Linked DNA regions of Mus musculus: regions 1, 2, 3, 4, 6 and 7 are each linked to region 5. A link is a contact called in public promoter capture Hi-C and targeted proximity ligation data. All regions are on one chromosome and are shown on one strand. The core of a region is the stretch at or near the end of the contact, and the rest is flanking DNA. Distances in the headings are between cores, read along the strand shown.

Evidence for each region. Promoter capture Hi-C pulls out the DNA fragments that hold promoters and counts their contacts.
Region 1: a promoter capture Hi-C map of liver shows a contact between it and region 5, with 5 times the contacts expected there. A contact is called at or near these places in 5 of 39 promoter capture datasets (hippocampal neurons, liver, neutrophils and 1 more), 1 of 484 Hi-C or Micro-C datasets (liver), 2 of 130 datasets of targeted methods (astrocytes and bone marrow-derived macrophages) and 2 of 9 other capture datasets (adipose tissue and liver).
Region 2: a contact with region 5 is called in a targeted proximity ligation map of pancreatic cancer cells. A contact is called at or near these places in 4 of 39 promoter capture datasets (the 3T3-L1 cell line, liver and pre-B cells) and 2 of 130 datasets of targeted methods (memory CD8 T cells and pancreatic cancer cells).
Region 3: a targeted proximity ligation map of pancreatic cancer cells shows a contact between it and region 5. A contact is called at or near these places in 2 of 39 promoter capture datasets (the SN4741 cell line and liver), 2 of 130 datasets of targeted methods (memory CD8 T cells and pancreatic cancer cells) and 1 of 9 other capture datasets (liver).
Region 4: a promoter capture Hi-C map of pre-B cells shows a contact between it and region 5, with 3 times the contacts expected there. A contact is called at or near these places in 2 of 39 promoter capture datasets (liver and pre-B cells), 1 of 130 datasets of targeted methods (memory CD8 T cells) and 1 of 9 other capture datasets (liver).
Region 6: a targeted proximity ligation map of pancreatic cancer cells shows a contact between it and region 5. A contact is called at or near these places in 1 of 39 promoter capture datasets (cranial neural crest) and 1 of 130 datasets of targeted methods (pancreatic cancer cells).
Region 7: a targeted proximity ligation map of memory CD8 T cells shows a contact between it and region 5, with 7 read pairs. A contact is called at or near these places in 3 of 39 promoter capture datasets (hippocampal neurons, liver and pre-B cells), 1 of 130 datasets of targeted methods (memory CD8 T cells) and 1 of 9 other capture datasets (liver).

Annotation. Positions count from the first base shown.
Region 1 is chr19:6,075,888-6,079,331 of GRCm38.p6, reverse strand. Vps51 (VPS51 GARP complex subunit) reads left to right here and starts at 2,145. Exons shown (of 10, transcript NM_001081041.1): 1 at 2,145-2,381; 2 at 2,840-2,969. The coding sequence starts at 2,154. It also overlaps a transcript of Tmem262 not described here.
Region 2 is chr19:4,212,486-4,215,874 of GRCm38.p6, reverse strand. It overlaps Clcf1 (cardiotrophin-like cytokine factor 1), which reads right to left and starts at 1,637. Exons shown (of 3, transcript NM_019952.5): 1 at 1,375-1,637. The coding sequence starts at 1,390. It overlaps Gm45928 (predicted gene, 45928), which reads right to left and starts at 1,450. Exons shown (of 4, transcript NR_132309.2): 1 at 1,375-1,450. LOC102631992 (a long non-coding RNA gene) reads left to right here. Exons shown (of 4, transcript XR_003952884.1): 3 at 123-2,825.
Region 3 is chr19:4,162,011-4,165,516 of GRCm38.p6, reverse strand. It overlaps Rps6kb2 (ribosomal protein S6 kinase, polypeptide 2), which reads left to right and starts at 2,134. Exons shown (of 15, transcript NM_021485.3): 1 at 2,134-2,349; 2 at 2,655-2,695; 3 at 2,794-2,914; 4 at 3,189-3,257. The coding sequence starts at 2,272. Carns1 (carnosine synthase 1) reads left to right here. Exons shown (of 10, transcript NM_134148.2): 10 at 1-1,193. The coding sequence ends at 179.
Region 4 is chr19:5,962,716-5,965,776 of GRCm38.p6, reverse strand. It overlaps Pola2 (polymerase (DNA directed), alpha 2), which reads left to right and starts at 1,571. Exons shown (of 18, transcript NM_008893.3): 1 at 1,571-1,951. The coding sequence starts at 1,873.
Region 5 is chr19:5,086,648-5,089,937 of GRCm38.p6, reverse strand. Yif1a (Yip1 interacting factor homolog A (S. cerevisiae)) reads right to left here and starts at 1,400. Exons shown (of 8, transcript NM_026553.4): 1 at 1,190-1,400; 2 at 308-519; 3 at 62-166. The coding sequence starts at 1,220.
Region 6 is chr19:4,230,068-4,233,360 of GRCm38.p6, reverse strand. Pold4 (polymerase (DNA-directed), delta 4) reads right to left here and starts at 1,468. Exons shown (of 4, transcript NM_027196.4): 1 at 1,173-1,468; 2 at 809-898; 3 at 502-613; 4 at 1-147. The coding sequence starts at 1,269. The coding sequence ends at 123. Gm45928 (predicted gene, 45928) reads right to left here. Exons shown (of 4, transcript NR_132309.2): 2 at 809-898; 3 at 502-613; 4 at 1-147. All of the region lies in intron 2 of LOC102631992 (a long non-coding RNA gene), which reads left to right.
Region 7 is chr19:5,911,123-5,914,408 of GRCm38.p6, reverse strand. Dpf2 (D4, zinc and double PHD fingers family 2) reads left to right here and starts at 1,538. Exons shown (of 11, transcript NM_011262.5): 1 at 1,538-1,668. The coding sequence starts at 1,637. Gm42067 (predicted gene, 42067) reads right to left here and starts at 1,455. Exons shown (of 2, transcript NR_168272.1): 1 at 1,337-1,455.

The DNA.
Region 1 (3,444 bases), core at 896-3,395, 990 kb before region 5:
TTCAAGATCACATTTAACTAGTACTAATTAACCTAGGGTTGGTTTTGTTTGAGATAAGGTCTCATTAGGCAGCCCTGGAACTCATTTTTGTAGACAAGGCTGGCCTCGAACTCACAGAGATTTACCTGCCTGGATCAAAGGATTGTGCCACTATGCCCAGCCTCATTTATTTTAGTGTGGGTGAAGTGAAGAGTGTGTGCATTGCCACAATGCATATATGATGGTCAGAGGACAACTTTCAGGAATCCACTCTTGACTGCTAAGCCGTCTCTCCAGCCCTTTTGTTTATTCAGCTTTTGGGAGAGTTTTTACATAGCCCAGGCTGCTTCAAACTTACAAGGATGACCGTGACCTTCTCCTGATCACTTGCCTGGCCCACAATGTTCTAGGCAGGTGCACATCAGTACACCTGGGTTTTATTTTCATTTTGATTTTTTTTCCTGTATGGATGAGTATTTTGCCTGCATGCACATGTATTCCTGCTCCCCATGGAGACCAAAAAGATACTGGATCCCCCCCCCCCCCAGGGTGTTACAGACAGTTGTGAGCTTGGGGATTGAACCTGGGTCATCAGGAAGAGCAGCAAGTGAAACCATCTCTCCAGCTCAAATTCACTTTCTTAAAGCTTCGTGGGCTGAGATCCTCAGATGTACAGTTTCTAAATAGCCCCCTGGATAAGAAGGCAAGAAAATGTTTTGGTCCAAGACAAGTGAATACATGATCCCTTTAGTCTGTGACAAGAGCAACCATGCATGTCAGGCTGAGAAGCAGGCTGTGGACATGGTAGCACAGACTTTTAGTCCCAGCACTCAGGAAGCAGAGGTGGCTGGATCTCTGAGTTTGAGGCCAGCCTGGTCTACAATAATGAGTTTCAGGTCAGCCAAAGTTAGAGTGAGATGATGCCTCAAAGAGGAAGAAAGAGAGAGAAAAGAAAGGAAGGGTTTGAGCTGGCACAGGGTGAACTGCTCTTGCACTTTGGTTTCCAGCATCATGACGGGTAGCTCACACATGAGCTGTAACTACAGCTCTGAGTTATCCCCTGGTCTCTGCACACATAAATACACATATAATACTGGGGGCCGGACAGATGGCGATTTAATACCATTCAGAACTGTTTTTAGCTAGGCAGTGGAGCTGGTGACAGTGTTATCACATGCCTTTAGTCTCAACACTTGGGAGGCAGACAGGTTCTACACTAGGACCAGTTCCAGGACAGTCAGGGCTAAGCAGAGAAACCGTCTTGAAAAAAATAAAAATAAAAAGTATACCATTTAGATTTTTTTTTAACTCCTAATTTTCAGATAAAAACAGTGTTTGGTCTGCTGAAACTCCTGGCAGCCCAGCACCCTATCAGCCCATCCTCGGTAACGTTTACAGTACATCATTAGTAAAGTCTCATTTTCTTCTATTTAACTCCACATATAATCTGACCTCATCCCCTCTTAAGAGCTTCGTCTTTTTTTTTTTTTTTTTTTTTTTTTTTTTTGAGACAGGGTTTCTCTGTGTAGCCCTGGCTGTCCTGGAACTCATGGAACTCACTCTGTAGACCAGGCTGGCTGGCCTCGAACTCAGAAATTCACCTGCCTCTGCCTCCCAAGTGCTGGGATTAAAGGTGTGCGCCACTACGCCCTGCTGAGAGCTTCGTTTTATGCCTACATCTTTAAAACTTCCGAATTATCCTCAATCCCAACTGCTCACGTATCACATTTCACTAACTTCTTAAGATTAACATCTTAAATTCTCTAAGTAGAATAAAGTTTCTCATATTGAATGACTCCTTGGAGACAGAACCTTGGGAAACACTGCGTTAAAGCCATATTGCAGGCTACTAAATGGACGTTTGAACCTTGCAGACCCCCCCTGTGACGCATATTCGATCTTCTGCAAGTCTCTTTCCTGTGCGGATGCAGGATTGGGACGCCACGATTCACCCAAGTAGCACAGCAAAATCACAGAAACTCAACGATCCAGAAGTTCAGTGAAACCTCTGTGCTCCAGAAGGACAAGCGCAAGACGGAACTTTAGTCTCACATATCCTACAGCTGCAGAGGAACGTTTCACCTGAAGGACCGCCTGGTTGTAGCAAGTTTCTGGTCCCCGGAAGTGCATCTGTTCCCTCCCCTGCCTCACCCCTTTGAGTTGAGGTTGGAGCTATGGCGGCTGCGGCAGCTGTGGGGCCTGGCCTAGGGTCCGGGCCTGGAGACTCCCCAGAAGGTCCCGAGGCGGACGCTCCGGAGCGTCGGCGGAAGGCTCACGGGATGCTGAAGCTTTACTACGGCCTCTCGGAGGGGGAGGTGGCGGGGCATCCCGCAGGGCCTGACCCTCTGGACCCAACCGATCTCAATGGGGCGCACTTCGACCCGGAAGTTTATCTTGACAAGGTGTGTGTGTGAAATGGGGCGGGTCCAGACCCCAAATATCTTGGACCCTAGATCTTACTCCCGATTTGGTTGCTGTGGTGACGGCAGCGGGGTTTATAAGAGGACAGCCCTTACTAGGCAATAGAGGCAGATCTGGAGGCCAAGGGAGCCTGGGCCTGACTTGAGGTCACACTGGGTCTGAGGTCTCGGTGCTGGCTCGTGGTAGTGGGTGTGACCATGCTCTTGACAGGCGCTAGGCAGGGCCTAGGTTGACTTTAAACTAAGCCAGAAGACCATGAACGCTGACAAATCCCAAATTGGGTCTAACCTGTGAAGTGTGCTACTTAAAGTGTGCCACTTATGGAATTCCTGATAAGGGTGGGATTGGAGTTGTCTTGCACTGAAATCCAACTAACGTAAAGCAGGGTAGCAGGACGTGAGTGAGCACTAACGCTGACTGTTCCTACCTGCTTCTCTAGCTGCGTAGAGAATGTCCTCTGGCCCAGCTGATGGACAGTGAGACGGACATGGTACGGCAGATCCGGGCTCTAGACAGCGACATGCAGACCCTGGTCTATGAGAACTACAACAAGTTCATCTCAGCTACAGGTGACCCCACTGGGACACACTCCTCAGTCTTACACCACCCCCACCAGGTCCTCACCCCGTGTTAAGAAAAACAGGGATTAAAGGAAAGAGACCCAGATTACAATTGGGTCCCAACCTTAATCCACTGCTGCTGAAGTGATGACTCCTGTGGGGGTGGGGTTTGTCCAAAGGACCAGCGCTGGGAAGGAAGAATGAAATGCAGTGAGTTTCTCTGCAGCACTTAGGAAGCACCAGCGTTTCAGTAAGCTTTAGCTTTGTTTGTTTATTTATATTGTGCACATGCATATGTGTGGGACACAACATTTGTGTGGGGGTCAGAAGACAACTTTCAGGAGTCTGTATTCTCCTTCCACCATGAGGGTGCCAGGGATTGAAGTCAGGTTATCAGGCTTGGTGACAAACACATTTGCCTGCTACTAAGCCATCTCAAAGTCAATTAAAATTTTTGTTAAAAATGTTATTAGTGGTAACTTTT
Region 2 (3,389 bases), core at 388-2,887, 870 kb after region 5:
GAAGAAGAAGAAAGTGAGAGAGAGGTGTGAATGATGTTCCCCACCTCTAGTCTCTCTCTAAGATTCGGTCTGCCGCTGCCATATACATCCATCCTCCTGTCTGCCCTCCTTTCTTTTGGCAGGTTCTTCCTGCTCCTAGGCTCTGGAGAACACGGAGATTGGGGGTCTCCTAGAGGAAAGCCTTCTGCACCCCAGTGTAATAGAAAGGTAGGTGAGAACATGGGTGTGGGGACTTTGAAGAAGCTACGCGGACTTTGCTTGAGGGGATCAGCTCCAAGAACTGGGGCGGTGGAAGTTGGCAGTTCGCTGGCCCTACCTTCTCGACCGTGACCTCTCGATCTCGGACCCCTCCCGGCGGCGATGGCGCCTTCCCCTTGTGTGGCCCCGGCGCCCCCGGCCCCGCCCCCCCGTTCGCTCCCTTCCCGGCGGCGGCGGGGGCGGAGGCGGGGTCCGGGCGTTGGGCTTCGGGGCTCGGCTGAGCCGCTGCCCGCTCCGGCGCGTCCACTCCCTGCCTGGCCCGCCCTCCTGCCACGGGCCGCCTAGCCAGGCAGCCGCTCGAGGGGCTGCCGGCAGTCTCGGCGCTCCCGGCCGCTGACGGACTTTTTCCTGCTGGGTCCGGCCAGGCTGCGTCTCCCCCACAACACCCTCCTGCAGTAATCACTCCCAGGCCACCGCGGGCTCGGGGCCCCGGCCACCCCGCCGCGCCTACCTGCCTCTGGCTCCCAGGCGGTGGGCAGCATGGAGGGCTCCGGCCACGCCGCGCGCAGCGTAGTAACCGGAGTCCCGTGGCGGCCCGGCCCGGCCCGGCCCGGCCCAGCTAGGTTTGCTCTGCCCTCCGCCCTCCTCTCGCGCGCCCTCCTGCCCTCCCCGCGGGCCGAGGAAGGAGTTCAGCGCGGCCCGAGGTGTCGGCCTCCCCCTCGCTTCCCGCTGCTCGGCCGCGGGCTCCCCCTCTGCCTCTCTCCCTCCCTCTTCCTCTCCTGGCCCCCTCCTCCCTTGCGCCGCGGCCCCCCCCCCACACCCTCGCTGCCCGCCTCGGACTCGCTCGCCCCGATTCTGGCGCGGGGCTCTGTGTCCGCGGGTTCCCTGGGACCCCGCCTCGCCGCGGCTCCAGGTGGCCGCCCGTCCAGGTCTGAGGGTTGTCCAGGCTCCCCGCCGCGTTCTCAGCCACCTCCTGGCTCCGCCAAGCGGACTCCAGGAATGCCGCGTCCCCACCCGGCCCCTCTCGAGGGCGCCCGGCCGTACCTCCCCAGCCCGAGCTCTGCTCCCCGGCCCGGCCCGGGCTTGGGGCTCCGAGGGTGGGGAGGAGGACGGGAACCGGATCTCACTGGTGCTGGGCGGGGGCGGAGGCCTCGGCCTCGGACGCCTGGCTCCTACCTGCTCGGAGGTCCATGGGGCTGGGGGCCGGGCCGGCCGGGCGCGGCTCCTCTCCCAGAGGCTGGCGGAGTGGGAGGGCGAGCCGCGGCTCCGGCGAAGCTTTAATAATCCCATCCGCCAGGCCCACTCGCAGGTTTTTTTCTCTCGGTTTCGCATTTTTTTTTCGGTGTGGGACATTCTGCAAACTTTTTTTTTTCTGACGTGTAAAGCTGTAACCACAAATTGTAGCAGCCCTCCCCGGGTGGGGGGAAGAGGGGGGAGGAGGGAAGGGAGGGCTTCTGGGGCTCCTCTCCCTCCCACAACACTGAGGGGGGGGGTGGTGAGGTGAGGCAAGGCTGCGACGGTACCACCCTAGGCCTCCTGGGGGAGGGGGCAGGGAGGGCATCGTCCCTCGGCAAACTCCTGAGAGCTTGGAAAGGGAGCTGGCCTTGGTGTGGGCTTCTTCCTTGGTGTCGGCCAAGGCATGCTGGCCTTCTTCCCTCTGCTCATTGCCGGGTTGAGGGTCCCTGTACCCACTCTACCTCTGCCTCTTCATTCTAACCTTCCCTCCCCCTCCCACTTGAGTAAATGCAATGACACATTCTCTCAAATGCCAGCAAGCTGGCCTCCAAGCAAGTGATGGTGTTTTTCCTGCTGCCCTTTGTCTGGGCTGACCGCCCCCCTTGCCTATTGTCCCGCCACTTGTCCCACTTCCAAAAGCTAGAGCTAAGTGTGGCGCCAGGGGCTGGGGCAGGTGACTAACCAGCTCACAATGCCCCCTGAGGAGGGGAGAGGGCACCAGGGCCCAGCTTCTCAGTCAAGTTCACAAGGGTTTTCATTCTTCCCGGTGACCAGGGAGAGTGCACATGGGTGGGGGATTTGTAATTCATTAATCAGCACAAGGCACCGGACCAGTTTCAACACCAGAGGCTTCACGGGTGACTCAGCGGGAACTCGAAGATTCAAGGCCATGGATAGACCCAGCATCCCGTTAGTGAAAAGCTTCCCCATCGAGACATTTGGCATCCTCTTCCCTTTGGGGGTTTGGGTTGTTGGTTTTTCCGGTGGTGAGGTAGGGGTGGTTTGGCTAAGAGCATTCTCCCTCCTTCCCCTCAGGCCTGGGTTGGGACTTTCTGAGTGGGAGACCTAGGGGACCCATAAGCCTAGACCCTCCCAGGAGGGTCTCCTTTCCTCCTCCTTCCTCCCTCTCCAGAGGGCTGCCAGGGAGAGCGAGGGAGCATGAGAGCTAGTGCAGAGGAAACAGCTGTCATCTGGGGCTTGGAGGCAGCCCCATTCTGTGATTTTTCTTGGGGGACAGTCATTTGGTCCCCAAGTCTTGGGTGCTTGTAGAAGCATTCCACCAATTAAGTCATCTGATAAGTTGCTGTGTTGTTTCTCTGTAGTCTCACCAGGGGTAGATAGCGGTGGCAGCCAGCCGTGGAAGGTGATGCCTGTCTCTGGAATGGCATGAGGTATTCACCCCCCCCCCCACTTCTGCTGGGACCCCTGGGAAAGGAGGGCACTCTGCCAGTCCAACACAGCCCCTCCAGCCTGTGGGTCAGCGTGGGCATCAGTCATGGCCAGTGCTAGTTTCCCAGGGCGGCACTTCCCTGTTCTGCACTGGAGAACTGGGGTGGGGGGGTGGGGGGGTTGGGAAAAAATTTGTTTTCAATTACCTCACTGGAGTGGGACAGACTTTGTTGTTGGGGTGTTTCTTTCTATTTTTTTCCCCTCTTTCCCTTCCTTTCTTTCTCCCTCACCCCCCCCCCCCTTTTCTGAACAAGAAGAAAAAGCTGAGAATGGAGAGCTGGTCTGGGTGGGGGCAGGGAAGTCTAGAGCATCAGTAGCTGCTCTGATGAAAAGTGCCTTGGAGGGGCCCTGTGAAAAGTGCTTAGACCTCCCTCCCCCACCTCCCCACCCCCCACCAGCCAGGGCTCTGGAGTTTCAATGGCATTCTTGGCCAGTGAGCCTAACCATCTCTTGGTGCGCTTGCCAAGGTCAAGAAGGCAGATGCCCACAAGTAAGTGACCCAGAGT
Region 3 (3,506 bases), core at 885-3,384, 930 kb after region 5:
GACTCAACCTGCTGGAGGAGGCCCTGATACCTGGCCAGTATGAGGAGCCCTACTGCAATGTGGCCTGTGCTGGGCCCAGCCCTGCTGAGGCCTGTCACCGCCTGCTAGGCATCTGTCAGGGCTTGGGCATTGACAGGCCCAACTACCCTGTTGCCCATTTCCTGTCTCATTTCAAATAGCACTGGGGTCAAGGAGCAGCAGGGATGCAGTGCCAGGAGGAGGGGCCGTGGGGCTATATTTCCCTGTCCCTCTCTCTGTCACTTTGCCCCAACCCAGGGTCAGCATGCTACCACAACTCAGGCCTATTCCAGAACAGTAGAGCCATTGTGACACCAAAGTCTTCTGGATTCAAGGACCATAAAACAAGTATCTGGAATTTGCTGGGTCCTCTTGCCTTCCAGAAAGCCTCCATCTAGCCCCAGGTACCCCCAGGACTCCAGCCTTTAAAGAACTAACAAATAGCAGCTTCTTCACTGGCACATCAGTGCCCAGCCCAGATGGGGGTGGGTGAAACCCAGGCTCCTCCTCTCTTACCCCTCCACCGCCTAGGTCCAGCTCTTCCTGTCACCTACACAAGGAGAGAACCTTCACCAGCCCCTAGCCTTGGACAAAGGCCATGAAATGGGAGATTAGCACACTAGCCTTTATGCAAAACCCAGGACAGTTGTAGAGCCTGCTGAAAATGTCTGGCCGTGCTTCACTGTGTCTGTTGGCCTGAGCAGTAGAAGCAAATGTCTGTGCTCAGCACTAGGAGTAAACATTTCCCTTCATGCTTTCAGGCAGACCCTAGTGCCCCTATGTTACAGATGAGGAAGCAGGCTCAGAGAGAGAAAAAAAAAAAAAGACTGCCTCCAAGTTCCTATTATAGTGGATGTAGACAGAATGCCAAGGCCAACCTTCTCTGTTTACTGTTTTAAACGCTCAGTTAGCCTCCAGGTCCTCTCTCCTTTCTATCTTCATTTATAGGCAGCACTCAGACTCCTAAACACCTGCCTCCCATACACCACACACGATCTCTACCAGCTTTGTTGCTTTGGCCTCTGGCATTCCTAGCTAGCTTGGCCCTGGGACTTCTGTGTACACCTTTCCTCATTTTAGGGAGCTAGCTACTCTGAAAACACCTGTCTTTGCTCAGGAGCCGAGGACAGCTCCTGAAACCTGCCTACCTAAATAAAGACTTGTTAACTAGTGAAGTATCCGGAGTCCAGTGTTTTAGCTAGTGCTCCCCTCCCAGGTTCAGTAGGTGGGGAGCTGGGAAGTGGGAGGGAGAGGTAGAAAGCACCCCATTGGCTGGGCCCCAGGGTTGACCTTTGCTACGGGCTTACCTTATATCTACATGTATGTTTGAGATTTTTTTTTCTTGAATTATAATCCTAAATCATATTCAGGCAGTAATCCCTCTGCAGACCTGGATACCCCTAAATTTTGTTCATCTGAGTTCATATCCTATACCTCAGTGGGCATCCCGTGTGCAATGGAAAAGCTATCCAGACAGACTCCAATAGAAATGGACAGGCTTCGTTTGGGATCGAACCCCAGCAGTCACTTGCCATTTGTATGGCAAGTGATTTTACCCGCTGAACCATCTCGCCAGTTCTCATCCATCCTTTCAACTATATTCTATTAAAATATCTATTCTGAACTAGGCAGCTCAAATACTCGGTATGCATACATTAGCAAAAGTCCATATTTAGGTGTGTTGAGCCCTTCAGAAAGGGAGCCTTGAAACAAAGCCCAGGCAGTCGCCCAGAAAATGTCAGACCTGCAGGGTCTGTGAGCTTCAGGGAGGTTGTATGGAGTGTCCCTAATACAGCTTACTGTCCCCTAATACAACCGAACAGACACAAGTTTTCTTTCTGGGCAGCTCACAGCACTAAGAAGGGCTGAGGAGTTGCCACTTAAACGTTCATGCATCTGTAATTCTGCCCATTAAATCTTGAACTTGCTCCAGAGTCAAAATGGGAGCCTCTGTGCGCGCGGCTCGGGGCGAGAGCTGGCCCAGGAGAAACCGACAAGGAAGATGGTCTAGTAAAGCCTATTCTATTCATAAGGCTTGCAGGATGGGAGGTCCAGATGTCTGGAACTACGACTCCCGAGAGGCTTTCCGACAGGCGCCATCTTTTCTTCCCACTCGACTTGAGAGTGGGTGAAGCTATTGCGTCAACAGAGCGAGCGGCTGCTGTCGCGGAGAAATGACGTAGGCACAGCCCGGTGCTGTCAGTCAGAGTTCTGCCTGGTCCGGGCCAAGGGTCCCGCGGGACCGGCGGGGCCATGGCGGCCGTATTTGATTTAGACTTGGAGACCGAGGAAGGGAGCGAGGGCGAGGGCGAACCGGAGTTCAGCCCTGCGGTGAGTGTTTCTCTCCGGGCGCGACTGGACCCGGGAGCCCGGCTGGTTAACCAAAACCCTGGCGCTCCCAACTCTGAGTGGTTTGTGACCCCTACAAACCCAGATCCAGCCCCAACCCCAACCCCAGCCCCAGCCCCTGGACCCAATCTTTCCTTTTCTATCCTTGGTCTCTCCTTCCCAACCTTTCCCCATCCCTGCTCCTGTCTTCTATCCTTGGTCCTCTCCCCTGGGCCAAGCAGTTGAGCCTAGGTTGGGAGGAGGTATTCTGGCACCTCCCATGGTTCTTATTACTTGGTTTCTCACAGGACGTGTGTCCCCTTGGCGAATTAAGGGCTGCTGGCCTGGAGTGAGTGAGGGTCTTGCTTGGGGGGTGGGGGTATGGAGTAGGGGTCGGGACTTGGAGTACACTAGAGCCTTTCCCTCATTAACTTATTCTGTCTTTAGGACAGTGGGACACTATGAAGAAGTAGAGCTGACAGAGAGCAGCGTGAACCTGGGTCCTGAGCGCATCGGGCCCCACTGCTTTGAGCTACTGAGTGTACTGGGCAAGGGGGGCTATGGCAAGGTACTAACATCCCTCTCTCCCTGGCGACCTCAGCTCTAGCCTGAGACAGCATACTATCCTTCACACCCAATAGGCTTGTAAATGTACGGAGTCTCTGATGGAATTCAGAGCTGGAGACCTGGGGGAAGGAAGGGCATATCCTTTCAAAATCTGATGGAGATCTTTACTGTTCCACCCTTAAGCTGAGTTTAGACCTTTTGGTCCCTTTAGGGTGGGGCAACCTTGAAGGTGGGGTGTGGTCAGAGAAGTTAATCCTGTCTCCCCTGCCCTACAGGTGTTCCAGGTGAGAAAAGTGCAAGGCACCAACTTGGGAAAAATATATGCCATGAAGGTCTTAAGGAAGGTGAGTCACTCGCTTAGCCAGCAGAGACAGAGTAGCTGCCATCCCCATCAGCCTGTGCCAGGTCTCGGGAAGACAGCCGGAAACATGATAAAGACAGTCCTTATCTTGACACTTGCTGACTTAGCATCTATTGTCATACATACGATTTTGGAGTAATTCTTGGATGGAAGAAGCTGGCCTGCTAGGGCACATATGGCAAGCTTTGATTGTCAGGACTCATGAGGACAGGCAGTACTGTTGGCATTCTGT
Region 4 (3,061 bases), core at 322-2,821, 880 kb before region 5:
TTTGAGGCAGGGTCTCCTGTAGCAGGCTGGCCTTGAACTTCTGATGTAGCTAAGGGTAACTTCTGGTCCTTCATTCCCAAGTACTGGGATTACAAATGTGCCAATGGCCATCAGATTCTGAGGGTCACACCCAAGGTTTAGATACGCCAGGCAAGCACTCTGCCAGGTGTGCTACACCCCTAATCTCTAGAAATGGGTGATAATTGGTTCAAGGTTTGTGAGGCTGTATTTAAATCTTACCTCTCTTTATCAGAAAGGCCATAAGCCTCAGATGTTAATGATGTGTGGCAGCACTGAGGGACTAAATCGTAGTGTTGTGTGACCTTGCTGCCACCTGGTGGCTAAATTCCTGCAGCCCAGCCCAGTGCTTCCTGCTACTAGTGTGAAAACCCAGTAAAGTTTTGTTTTGTTTTGTTTTTCTGTTGGACAGACTTAAAATGTGGGCCTAGTCGGCTGCAGTCTCGTGTTAATATCTCACCTCAGCCTCCCAAATATTGAGATTGAAGCTTTGAGCCACGATGTTCACTGAGAAAGTTGAAGTTCAATCAGCCTTTAAACACACAGACACACTTTGTTTTTGTTTTGAGACAGGGTTTCTCAGTGTGGCCCTGCTGTTCTGGGTGCCATTCTGTAGACCAGGCTGGCCTTAAACTCAGTAATCTTCCTGCTTCTGCTTCCTTAGTGCTGGGGCTAGCGGCATGGTTTTAAATGGGTGTTTGTGAGTACCTGAGTGTATGTATGTGCACCATGTGATTGTAGGAGCCTGTGGAGGTCAGGAGGTCTCAGGTCCCCTGAAACTGGAGTTAGAGGCAGCTGTGAGCCACCACACTAGTGCTGGAACCAAACCCAAGTCCTTTGTGAGATCAGTAAGCGTAACTGCTAAACCATCTCTGCAGTCCTGTTTGGTGTTTCTTGCTTGCTTGTTAGGGTCTCTCTGTATAGCCTTGGCTGGAACTTGCAGAGACCTGCCTCAGCCTCCAAGTGCTGAGATTACAGGTGTGTGCTACCAGGCCTAGCTTCAAACCGTTTTTTCTTAAAGGCTCTGCCAGTCTTCCATTCCATTCTTAGGGTGTCACAGATCAATTGACCTAAGCCAAATCAATGGAGATTTTGGTTCGAAAATTTGGTAAATACATCAAGAAGAGAATGCACTCCTTGTTTTACTCTCTAACCACTCCCCCTTCAGTGACCTGCCCTCCCGCTATCCCCGTGACTGACAATCATAACAGCTATAATAACCACATTCCCTACGAAAGCGTTAGATCAGGACGAACCAAGGCAGAGCAGGATGGAGATGCTGAGGTGGGGGAGGAAGGAGCTAACGTGCCCTTCCAGGGCCGTGCTGGACACACGTGTCAGTCACTGCAAGATACAGACAAACAGCGCCTCCTGGCCAAGGGTAAAAAAAAAGGGACAAACAAGCATCGCAGAGCTTAGCAGAACAGGCGACTCCTGAAACAGCCACAGTACGGGGTCTCGATTCTCAATTTCCGCGCGGAGTGACGCGCAGAGGCGCGTTCTGCGCAGCTGCAGTGGGAGGACCGGCGCGTGCGCGGGGAGGGCGGGGCCCGAGCAGAACCTCGCGCAAGCGCGCGCTAGGCAAAGCGTTTGGCGGGTTTTTCCTGTGCTGTGCTCCTCACGGAGAAGCTAAGGTGTAGTCCTCGGAAGCAAGTTTTCTCTCTGGATCGAGACCTCTCGAGGGCTTTTGAAGTATTTCTCTGTGACCTGGTGGCTGGGGTCGTTTGAGGGCTTAGGCCAGGTGGTCTCGTGACACGTCCCTGTCACCTTCCGGTAAAGCGAAAGGATAAGCGTCTGCAGGGTAGAGCTGAGGTCGGGGCCCGGCGGCAGGCGCCCGGCCACTCCCGGGTCACCATGGCCGTGTCCACCCAGCAGCTGGCGGAGGAACTACAGATCTTCGGCCTGGACTACGAGGACTCCCTGTTGGAGAAACGTGAGTCCCGAACCGAGAGGATCGCTTCCAAGTTCTATATGCTTGTGTGGTACCTATTGGGTCCCGACTAAACAACAGGTGACATTACCAATAGGAGACATTGGAACCGTTTGCATCTCATACCTAGTCATCTCTTGCTCAATGACTTTTCTCATTAGAGGTTTTTTTGTTTGTTTGGTTTTTAAAGACAGAGTCTTTCTGGGTAACCCCAGAACTCATTATGTAGATTACTGTGCTGGCCTTGAACTCACGGAGATCGCCTGCCTCTGCTTCCCGAGTGCTGGGGTTAACGATGTACACCACCATGCCCTGCTCATCAGAGTTTTTAGTGATCTGTGCAAATAGGAATTCCTCTAGGTGGATCCTAGTCCTTTATTTTAGCTTTGGAAGAAACTTCAAGGTGCTTATTGGCTCCCTCTCTTTATAGATGGAGGGACATGGGCAAGGAGACTTAGTTGCCTGATTGTGTGCCGACCCCTGACTTTTGCTCTGGAGTACAGTGCCTCATCCTATTGCTCCACAGAGACCAGTGGTAAAGATTTAAATCACACATCTCTCCTGGAAGATGTGTGCATCAGTGTCAGAATAGCAGTGTGTGTACCCCTTGAAATTCTTACTGTAGGAAATAAAACCGTAGTATAAGTGGGCTTGCCTGTTACCCCAGCACGTGGGAGGCTGAGGCCTGGAGGATCATAGAGAATTCAAGGCTAAGAGCTGAATTAGTGCCATCCTGTCTGCTTTGCTTGCTATAACTCCAATATCTGACACCTTCACACAGACATACATGCAGGCAGAACATTAATGCACATAAAGTAATAATATATACATTTTTTTAAAAGAACTTGAAATCTTTTGAAGATTCTGTGCCCTGGGGCTGGAGAGATGGCTGTGTGGTTAAGGGCACTGACTGCTCTTCCAGAGGACCGACATTCACTTCCCTGCACCCAAGGGATCTGCAACTCCCATTCCAGAGGATCCTGTGCCCCTTTCTGGCCACCTCAGGCACTGCATGCATGTTGTACACTTCAATGCAAGCTAAATACTCATGCATATAAAATCAAGTTTAGGTGTTACTAGAAAAAAAAATTGTCCCTATAAAGCTAACAGGTG
Region 5 (3,290 bases), core at 151-2,650:
GATCAGTCAGGTTATCCGCGAGTGGGGAGAGGCTGGCCAGCTCTCCTGGTGGGAAGCTCACCTGATGTGTGTATGGGAAGACCAATAGCCCTAGCTTCTTAGCGACATAGGCTGTGTCCACAGCAAAAAAATACTTGAGTTTGTTCACGGACACAAAACGGTGCAGCTGGAAGTAAAGAGAAGAGGCTATGGATGAGCCCTACCGTGATCCTTCCTAAAGGATGCCTGGGGAGTAAGATGGGATCCTGTGACACCCCAACCCTGGCCAGAAGCCCTGCCTCCCTCCTCCCGGGAGCCCAGGGCACACCTCTTTGTGCACTATGTCCTTCCCTTGGGATGCTATGGAGGTGCCATAGGCCATTGCCATATTGGCCACTGGGTCTCCAAGCAGGTTGTTGACACTGAAGGCTACATCAGCTCCTGGGGCTGGGTATCCGCCCAGTTGGCTGGAATAACCACCACTTGTATCATCGAAGAGTGGAGGAGGGTCTGGAGCTGCCCGGGTCCTATGCTTGGAACCTGCAGGTGTGAGAGGACCAAAGTAGATTACAGAATTACAGAGCAAGAACCCAGACCACTGCCCTTTCCCCAGGCTGGGAAGCTGTGCATAGGTCCTAAGGCACCGAACAATTGAGGAAAAGGCAGGATGAGTTTTAAAGTCGATCTCCTATCCTTCGGGGGGTCAGGGTGGGGGATCATTTACTGCATGCAGTGGGAAAGGTGTGCCTAAACATGGCTACCCATTTGGGGTTTCTAGGAAGTCTCTCAAGGGAAATGATCTCTGAGTACTAGCGAGTGAAAAGACGTTTGCTTGGGCACAATCACCGCAAAGACATTCCTTGACTTAACACAGGTAGAAAAGGCAATATTGGCTATTCGGAGTCCCTGGACAGTGGTCAGGAATGCTGCCCGAGTTGTAAGAGGGAAAGGAAGTTCTGGAGGCAAATTCGGTACAAGCAGGATTAGACTTGAGGATCCCAGTAGTGCTGTCGCAGCCTGATCTCAGGACTGGCTAGTAAGGGCGAAGTCCAGGACACGCTGCAGTGTGGCAGGGCAGGAACCCGAGAGACACTCTCCCCGCCCTGGGCAGCGGTCACTGCAGACCCTCTCCAACAGAACCAGTGGGTCTCTCAGCGTATTTGGCTCCCCGCTGCCAGGCCGCGCCCCGCCCTCCCCACTCCTCACGCACCGTGGACTCCATATGCCGAATGGTAAGCCATGGCCGTGACGTTCGCTCTACCCAAGGGTCGTGGGTACTTCGCTGAGTCGTGGGTACGAACACTACTGAAACAGCTACTTCTCTTGCCTGGTCCTGACCGAAGTTACCCGACGGCCCGACACGTCCCAGGGCTGTCCGATCGCGGCCGCCATGTCCTTGGCGTCACACTTCGCTGTCTACCATTGGCTCGTCGGAAGAGCTGGTTCTCCCCCTTTACACTTTCAATTGGCTACTGGTGAGCTCTCTTCCAATCGGGTTTTGTCATATTCAACTTCCGACAGATAGGGGGCGGAGCTACTCAAGATGTTCTCGGATTGACTAGTAGGCTGGCTAATTTGCGGCGCTACCAGCCAATAGGTGAGAAGGAGTTGTAACTTAGTTCCGCGTCTGCGCCAAGAGGCGCTTGACGCTCCTTGCCACGACTACGCCAATAGGAAGATTAAAGTCCTGACCGACCCAACTAGTCAGGGCACAAAGCTGGCTCCGCCGCAATGCAGTCCAAGAGGAATGCGGCGGTCGGTCAAGCTCTGACTGATCCCTGCCCCTACTCTGTGCTCTTTCCTCCAATTCACTCCATCCTGTTTTGGAGCTCCGGCCTGCTAGAAATTGTTGTTGTTGCCCGCACCGGGAGAGTGACAGCGCGGCCCTGAGCCCTGGAACGCTGACTCCTCCTCCGCCCTCCCACTCCTTTCAGAACTGGTGCTGTCCGTCGGCTGGTGCTGAAAATGCCCTGTAGAGTCCGCCGCTGGGCTCATCCCCGAGGGCCTCTGCTGGGAGGGTTTGGAATCGCGCTCAATACGTTATGCACACACGCACTCACACGCACACACGCGCTCACGCATGGGGCAGGAGACAGAAACTGAGACCACCCAGAAGATACGAAGTCCTGGTGGTATACATGGGACAGGAATCTGTACTGGGCCTTGTTCCATCGCTTTCTCCAGTGGTCCGGGAGATTTGGGAGGCAGAGGTGTAGTGACCTGTCTCCTGAAGGTCTCCTGAGTCATCACCAGTCCTGTGATCTCCAAGTGAGGCCCGTAAGCTTCACTCCTAGTCTCCTAGGCTCTTTTCTTCCCACCCAGGCTGTAACCACTCCCATCGTCGCTGGAGACAATCCCTCCAAGGGTCCCTCTCTCACAGACTGTCAGGTACTATTCTCTAGATAGCATGACACACCCTCGGATACTTACAGCTGACTAACTACTCAGCGTTTAGTTGCATAAGGTCAGACTTTTCTGATCCCCAAACTCAGCCCATGCTGTCCAACAGCTGCTTTTGCTCCTCCGCCTGGGATGCGGGAGATATGCCTTTCCCTTTTTATCCATTTGTCCAAATCCTTTAAGAGTCATGTTAGCTTGCTTGTGAGATGGCTCAGCAGACTGCCAAGCCTGAGAACCTAAATTCAATTCCCAGACGGTGGAAGAAGAGAGCCAACTCCGAAAAATCTTCCTCCGATTTGTACACTCGAGCTATGTTAAAGTGCACCTCTTTGCACCATCCCGCCCAGAGAGAGATACACAGAACAAATACATTTAACATGTAATTAATTTTGGGGGGGGGGGGAGATCGGGACTGGAGAGATGGCTCAGTGGTTAAGAGCATTGGCTGACTGCTCTCCGAAGGTCCCAGCAACCACACAATGGCTCACAACTATCTATACAGCTATTGTGTATTGTATATATAAAATAAATAAATAAATCTTGCCAGTTGTGGATGCGTACGCCGGTAGGATTTGGTGAAGGAGGCAGAGGCAGGAGGATCACGAGTTCAAGGCCAGCCTACAAAATCACGAGTTCGAGGTCTACAAAATAGTTCCAGGACAACCAGGGCTATACAGAGAAACCCTGTCTCAGAAAAAAAAAAAAAAAAAAACAACCAACCAAACAAACAAACAATCAAAAAAACCCAGAGGTCCTGACTTCAATTCCCAGAAACCACATGGTGGCTCACAACCATCTGTAATGGGATCTGATGCCCTCTTCTGGCATGCAGGTGTACGTGCAGATAGAGCACTCATACATAAAATAAATACACCTTTAAAAAATAAAAATAAAAGGGGGGATCACTTTAG
Region 6 (3,293 bases), core at 219-2,718, 860 kb after region 5:
GAAGACCTCCACAGTCAGCCTGCTGTTTCTCCAAGGTTGGAATGAGCAGAGCAGGCCATGATGTCTGTCCTGAAGTTCTTGGTGGCTAGGAGGTGCCCAGAGAAGGACAACGTGGGGGTACCTCAGAGTGGGTAGAGATGCCACAGGCTGTGGAAGACAGGGTGGGAGAAGGAAGTCATAGCCACATCAGTTCTGTTCCTTGATGGACTGTCTCTAGTTCTTACTTACTTACTGCCTACAATCCTGTGGCTCTGGTGAACACCTCAGGACTCATGGATAGCTCCATGGGCCCTAGATATACCCGTCCCCCACCATCAGCTCATAGAGGTAAGGATCATTATCGAGATCTATCTCGAGCCAGACTCTTCTTGCTTGACAGGAAGGACCGTCTAAGTCTGTTCCCACTTCTCCAAGTCAAGGTAGCCCCTACGTAGACCAAGAGGGTGGCAGCTCCTGGAGAAGTCCCTGGTTCCCCTGAAAGCTGTCCCAGCCTATCCTGACCTGCATTGGAAGTGAGGGTCTTCAGGGTGTGCCTTCAACACTTGGTACACCTCTAGGGGGGGCTTCAAGCCCATCTGCTCTGCCCGACTCCAGCGCTGCAGCCTTGTGATACCTGCCATCAGGAAAAGAAGACAGGATAGGCAGGAGAATCCAGGATAGTGGACATGGACGGCAGTTTCTTGAGCCTCCATAGTCAGTTTCAGGAGACAGTGTCCAAGAGCTAGGCAGGATTACTTTTGAGACACATTGATAACAGAACTGATTCAGAGATGTGCCTGATGGGAGGGACTGGAAATGGGGTGCTCACCTGTACAAGGCCCATACTGCCAGGCCAGGTCAAACTGCCTCAGCAGCTCCAGCTCTGTTTCCTCCTGGCTGAGGGACTGGGTGTCTTCCCCTGCAATAACATGTGGTGGCTCCTCAGGCACATCCAGGCCTTTGCCCTACCCTGGACTTAGAGCTGTGACTCTATATCCTGGCAATCTCCCCACCCATTTGCCTTTGCCATCCAGCAGACAGACAGCTCATCGGAAGTGCGAGACATGCTAGCTTCCCTTTTTAGCCAACACACACACACACACACACACACACACACACACACACACACACACACAGAGTCCTTTCTGGTCACTTCATGTCCACTCTTCCTGCCACCCCCACATTTTAGAGACCTAGCTCGGGTGCCAGCTCTCCCTTGCTGTGCCCAGGGGGCCCCTCCCTCTTCTTCACAACAGGATAGGAGTCAGTGATGAACCGCTTCCGACCCATGGCGGCCACCCAGGCAGGCGGAGCAGGAGGCAAAGAAAAGGCAGGGCAGCGGGCCTGTGAGAGACAGCTGCTGAGAGTGAGAGAGGGGGCCAGAGAGAGATGGGCCAGCAATGGACAGACAAGTTGACCCAGACAAGCAGAGAGAGGAAGTCCCTAGGTTCCAGGGAATGACGCCTGTCTTCCGCCCCCACAAGCACGCAAACATCAGAGACCTAAGCAAATGGCAAACGGCCTTTGCGGGGCGGGACCTTAATTCTAGCCAATGGCAATCGGCAGAAGACGGGGGGCGGGGTAGCTGCTGCTGCGTTTCGAGTGAGGAGGGGTTAGGCGGAACCAAGAACCTGTCAAGATGCCCCAGACTTCACCACCTCCTCGGGTTTCTCATTGGTCCACTTGGGTCCCTTGGGACATATAGAGAGTTATCCTCGGCCTCTCACTTCCCGTTTTTCCTTCCTAGGCAAATGTTCTTTTCAGCCTCACTAATCCCCATGGCCAGTTTTTAAGTCCCCTGAGAACCTTTTTCTCCTGCCGGTTGGCCCTAGAGCGCTGTGGGATCAGATCTGTAGGTCCAAAGAGAGTTTGGACTAGTCCAGGTCCTTCCCTGCTGCTCTTACTGGCCCCAGGAGACCTTGCTGGAGAAACTCATGAGCTCAGAAGGCTCCTTTCTCACAGTCTGCTGGCAGAGCCACTGTCCACCCAGCCCAGGCATGCGGTTGCTGTGGCCGCTGTCAAGTCCCACAGCCTGCCTCTGTCCACTTTGCTAGTCAGGAAGATTCCATTCCAAGCAGGACGCCAGAAGTATAGTCTCCATTCTCCATGGGTTCATATCCCCAGTTCTTAACTGACAGATCTGCTCTGTTTTTTTGTTTTTGTTTTTTTCTGAATGTGTATCATGAGCAGAAAATAATTTCAATAAACCCAACCCTCATATTGGACTTTCCATGTGCCGAGTTCTAAGCATCTCCCACATGCTAACTCAAAATAGATATCAAAAGAGTTTTTTTGCAAGTGGGAAGTGTAGGCAAATTGTGATCAGTGCTCTTAGTAACAGCTACTGTGTAACTAACTAGCTTCCCGTGTGCTGCAGAAGTGCTCTTAGTAACAGCTACTGTGTAACTAACTAGCTTCCCGTGTGCTGCAGAAGTGCTCTTAGTAACAGCTACTGTGTAACTAACTAGCTTCCCGTGTGCTGCAGAAGTGCTCTTAGTAACAGCTACTGTGTAACTAACTAGCTTCCCGTGTGCGGCAGAAGCTCCCAGGCTTGCGCGGTAGAGAGAGGGACATACACAGTCGTTAGTCCTGGACAGGAGAGCAGGAGCACGAATGCCTTAGAGCTGGAGGAGAATGGTAGGCATTGGGAGAAGACCTCAGGAGGTAATTGCTGTAAACAGCGTCTCTCAATTCTCTACCCATGACCTTTGTTTTGGGGCTCCTGTCATCACTGACTCACCCCTACTACCACCTCCCCCTCACCAACTTCCTGGCAGCGGGTGAAAATGCTGGCCCGTGGGAGTCTGGGAACCAGCACTTGGACTGACCCAGCACTAATCACCCTCTGGAGAGCCCATCCGGTTCTTCCTTCCAGGGGTGCAAGGATGGCTGGTTGGAGGCCTTTGCCCTCCTTTTTGGAAGCTCTGTGATCTGGCTTAGGAAGCACTCGGCTGGCCTCCCGTGTGTGTGGAGGCAGAGAAGAGGACCCCTCCAAAGAGAAACCCACCAGTGGTGGGCAGAAGGTTGTGTCTCCAGGGACCTCCTCTTGCTAGCCTTCCCCCATTAGCTTCTTGAAGAAGAAGGAGCTGCAGGCACACTGCAAAGACCTGGAAGGCCTTTCTGGGACCCATTGTTTGGGGTGGCTCAGGTCTGATCCCTCCATCTGTCTCCTGGACATCTGGGAGAAGAGACCCTACAGAGTTGGGAAGGGGGACAGGGAGAATTCTCTACTAGGCAGGGAAAGGCACAGGCATTAGGTCTAGTGAGGCTCTATAGTGGGTAGCTCCTAGGCTCCGTGGGACTGACCACCACTC
Region 7 (3,286 bases), core at 289-2,788, 820 kb before region 5:
ATATTACATGTCCTCTCACAAGACAGCTTCCAGAAAAACATCACATGATGTGACTAAGTTGTTAAGGAAACCAGAAGTTTCCACTTGAGTGGAGGCTCTGGGAACTTTTGCTGTTTGTTGCTATTGTCCCTCAGGTTTTCTATGTAGCCCCAGTGGCTTGGAGCTTGTGTAGCCTGCATGGGCCTTGAACTTGTGGCAATCCTCCTACCTCCTAAAGAAAAAAAGACAATCTATGCATACATATACATATACACATATATATCAGGTCCAACATGGACAGAGAGTAGATCGCTTCTAAATCCATTGAAACCGAGGTTTGGTGACTTTGTTAGGAGTTATTTCAAAAGGCCTGGTGGGAACAAAAGCACTCAGTAAGCAGAAGAGAGCCTAGGAAAACAGGGCAGTACAGAATACGAATGAAAATCTGCTTAGAAAGAGTGAAAAGAAATGGGCTGAGATGCAGTGCCAATGGGCTTAAGGGAGTCCTGTTGGTTTCTTCTTCTTCTTGTTTTGTTTTTGTTTTTGCTTTTGTTTTTTTGAGACAGTGCTTCTCTGTGTAGCCCTGGCTGTCCTGGAACTCACTTTGTAGACCAGGCTGGCCTTAAACTCAGAAATCCTCCTGTCTCTGCCTCCCAAGTGCTGGGATTAAAGGTGTGTGCCCCTACCGCCCGGCTGGTTTCTTCTTTAAGGGGAAACATGTTTGTTCATGGATTTGCATAACTCGATACTGAAGGAGAAATAAATAGTATAGAACTAAGAGGGCTAGTCACACCAGTGAAAACTTTCAATGTGGAGAATGGCTTGGTAATAGCAATCAAGGGCTTGTGGGATGACACAGCAGATACGGACTCTGGGCACCACGCCTGACAACCTGACCACCATCCCCCAGGTACAAAGTAGAATGAAAGAACTCACATCCCCAAGCTGCTCTCTCACTCTTACACATATGCTATGGCACATGCACGCACACAAAGACAGACATACAGAGCAAAGGAATGGAGAGAGAGGGAGAGGGGAGAGGGAGAGAGAGGGAGAGGAAGAGGGAGAGAGAGGCAAGCAAGAGAGAAGAGGTGGGTGCCAGTGAAGTTCAAGGACCGGGTTTACTGGCAGGAATTGTCCGAATGAGAGTCAGGCCCAAGAACAGCCCATTTTGGGCACTCACTTTCCATTCTCTAAAATGGGCTGACTGGGAACAGAGGTACCTAAAGGACTGGGACTCTGACCTTTCACTACCTACCCACCAATCTCTCCCTGTGTGTCAACCTCGTGGCTAACGGCCAGCCAGGCAGGACACTGTTTGCAACTTCTAGCCTATCCGCGTGGCCTTTTCACTTACCTTTCTCACTTTCCAACCGAGCCAGATCTCCTAGCTGAGGCGTCACTAAATGGAGGGGAGACGGATCTCTAGAATGAGCTGCAGAGGGCATGTAAGTTTTCCAATCGCGCCTGCGCACTGGGATCCTAGGCTCCTTCAGGACAGGTCGTTCTCGAGCGCTCGCTCTCGTGGGCCTGTGCGTGCGCGCACCCCCTAGCTGCGCCTGCGCAGAGGGTCGAGGACCCTGTGTCCTGAGAAGGCTTAGCGCCTGCGCGTTGTAGGTTTCGGGGCCTCCCGGCCTGAGGGAGAGGAACAGGGAAGATGGCGGCTGTGGTGGAGAATGTAGTGAAGCTGTGAGTGGTCTTTTTTGTTTGTTTGTCTCTTTTTTCTTTTTTAATCTCTCATGTACCAGAAATCTTGTAAAGGACCTGGGAGTAGAGAGGGAGGTGCGGGAAGAGACAAGGTAGAGAGAAGGACATGCCCGGGAAGTCCTTGCTGTGCGACTGCTGGGAGGGAGGGCAACAGGAGACTCGGGAGACGGCGCTGGGCTTCTTTTGGAAACTTGTGGAGGACTGGAGGGGGGCACACCGGAGCCCCCGACGGGTGTCCTCCTCGCGGGCCGAGCCCCGAGCGGAGCTGCGGGCTGCGAAGGAGAGGCTCACGGTCCCTGGCCCCTCTCTGGAGACGCGTCAGTCCCGCCAAGCCGAGGCCGGCGGCACTAGGAGATCGGGGTCCCCTCCCCGCCCACCGCCGTCCCTGGGGCCATAGGCTCCGCCGTCCCTGCGGAGTCCTAAGACTTAAGCAGCCTGGTGACGTTAACCGGGAAATCCGGGGTCCACGAAACTAAAAATGTTCTTGGGAAGAACTGGTCCAAGAGCAGAACTTCGGGGAGTGGGGAACTAGACCGGAGCCAGATGGCCTTCCAGTCCGCAGGAGCCCTGAGGTGGGCGTTCTCTGTCCCCCAGATGCCATTGTGCGGGTCAGATTTCCAGTGGAGCTGAAATAAACGGTTGTTGGGCGACACCGGGAACGGGGACTGGCCTGCTAGTCGCTTCCCCTCAGTTGGAGATGTTTGGATGAGGCTCTTCCTTCCTTCTTGAAGAAGAATCAGAGTTTTGGAACGGGGTGCCCATTGGATTTAAGAATGGCCTTCTCTTCCCTTAATGGCCATGTTAGACGTGATGTAAGGATAGAGAAATTGAAGTGTTTCAGCTGTCCAATCAAAGCTTTTGGATTCTGGATGACAAAGTAAAGGTTTTGGAACCATTCTGGAGGACTTTTCGCAGCTTTATCTGTCTTTGTCGTGGGCTGAGCCCCAATCGTCCCAAGAGGCTTTTAAAAAATTTTTTTTAAGGTTAAGTTGCTTCTTCCCTGCTGCTTGCAGCCCCTTTCTTTGAAAATGCTTTTCCACTTCCATTAAGCTAAGTGCCTTCTCTTGTGGCTTTTTTTTTTTTTTTAATCTCGCTTTTGGCTTCATCCTGCTGCCTATTTCAACCACCCCTCCTCCCAACGCTATTATCTCTGTGATCTGCCCACTCCGGATCCCCGGCTCTCTTCAGGCTGACATTTCCCTCAATTTAGAAATGAGGCTGTTAATTTACCAATTTTATAGTTCTCCTTCTGGACTCAGAAGTTAAGTCTTTATTACCCTGCCTTTCTCTTTGTTGGACCCCCCTTATTCCCCTGGAAGGGGAGTTGTCCTGTGCCCCCTCCCCACCCCCCAGGTTTCCTGTGAAAGGAGGAGTCACAGCTTTTACCCTGAAAATCTTACTGTCTAAAAGAATATGCTTGCCTAGGTTTTCAGAATTAGATGTCAATGGAGTTCTTCATGTTGAAAGATGGTCTGGCAGAAAATGGAGTTGCCAACCCATTGGTGTAGTATTTTAAGTGTTGGGTGCCCATTTAAATAGAGCATTGCTCTTCATGCCTCTTTAACTCACTGGTTCCTGAGTATCAGTGGGGCACTAACTT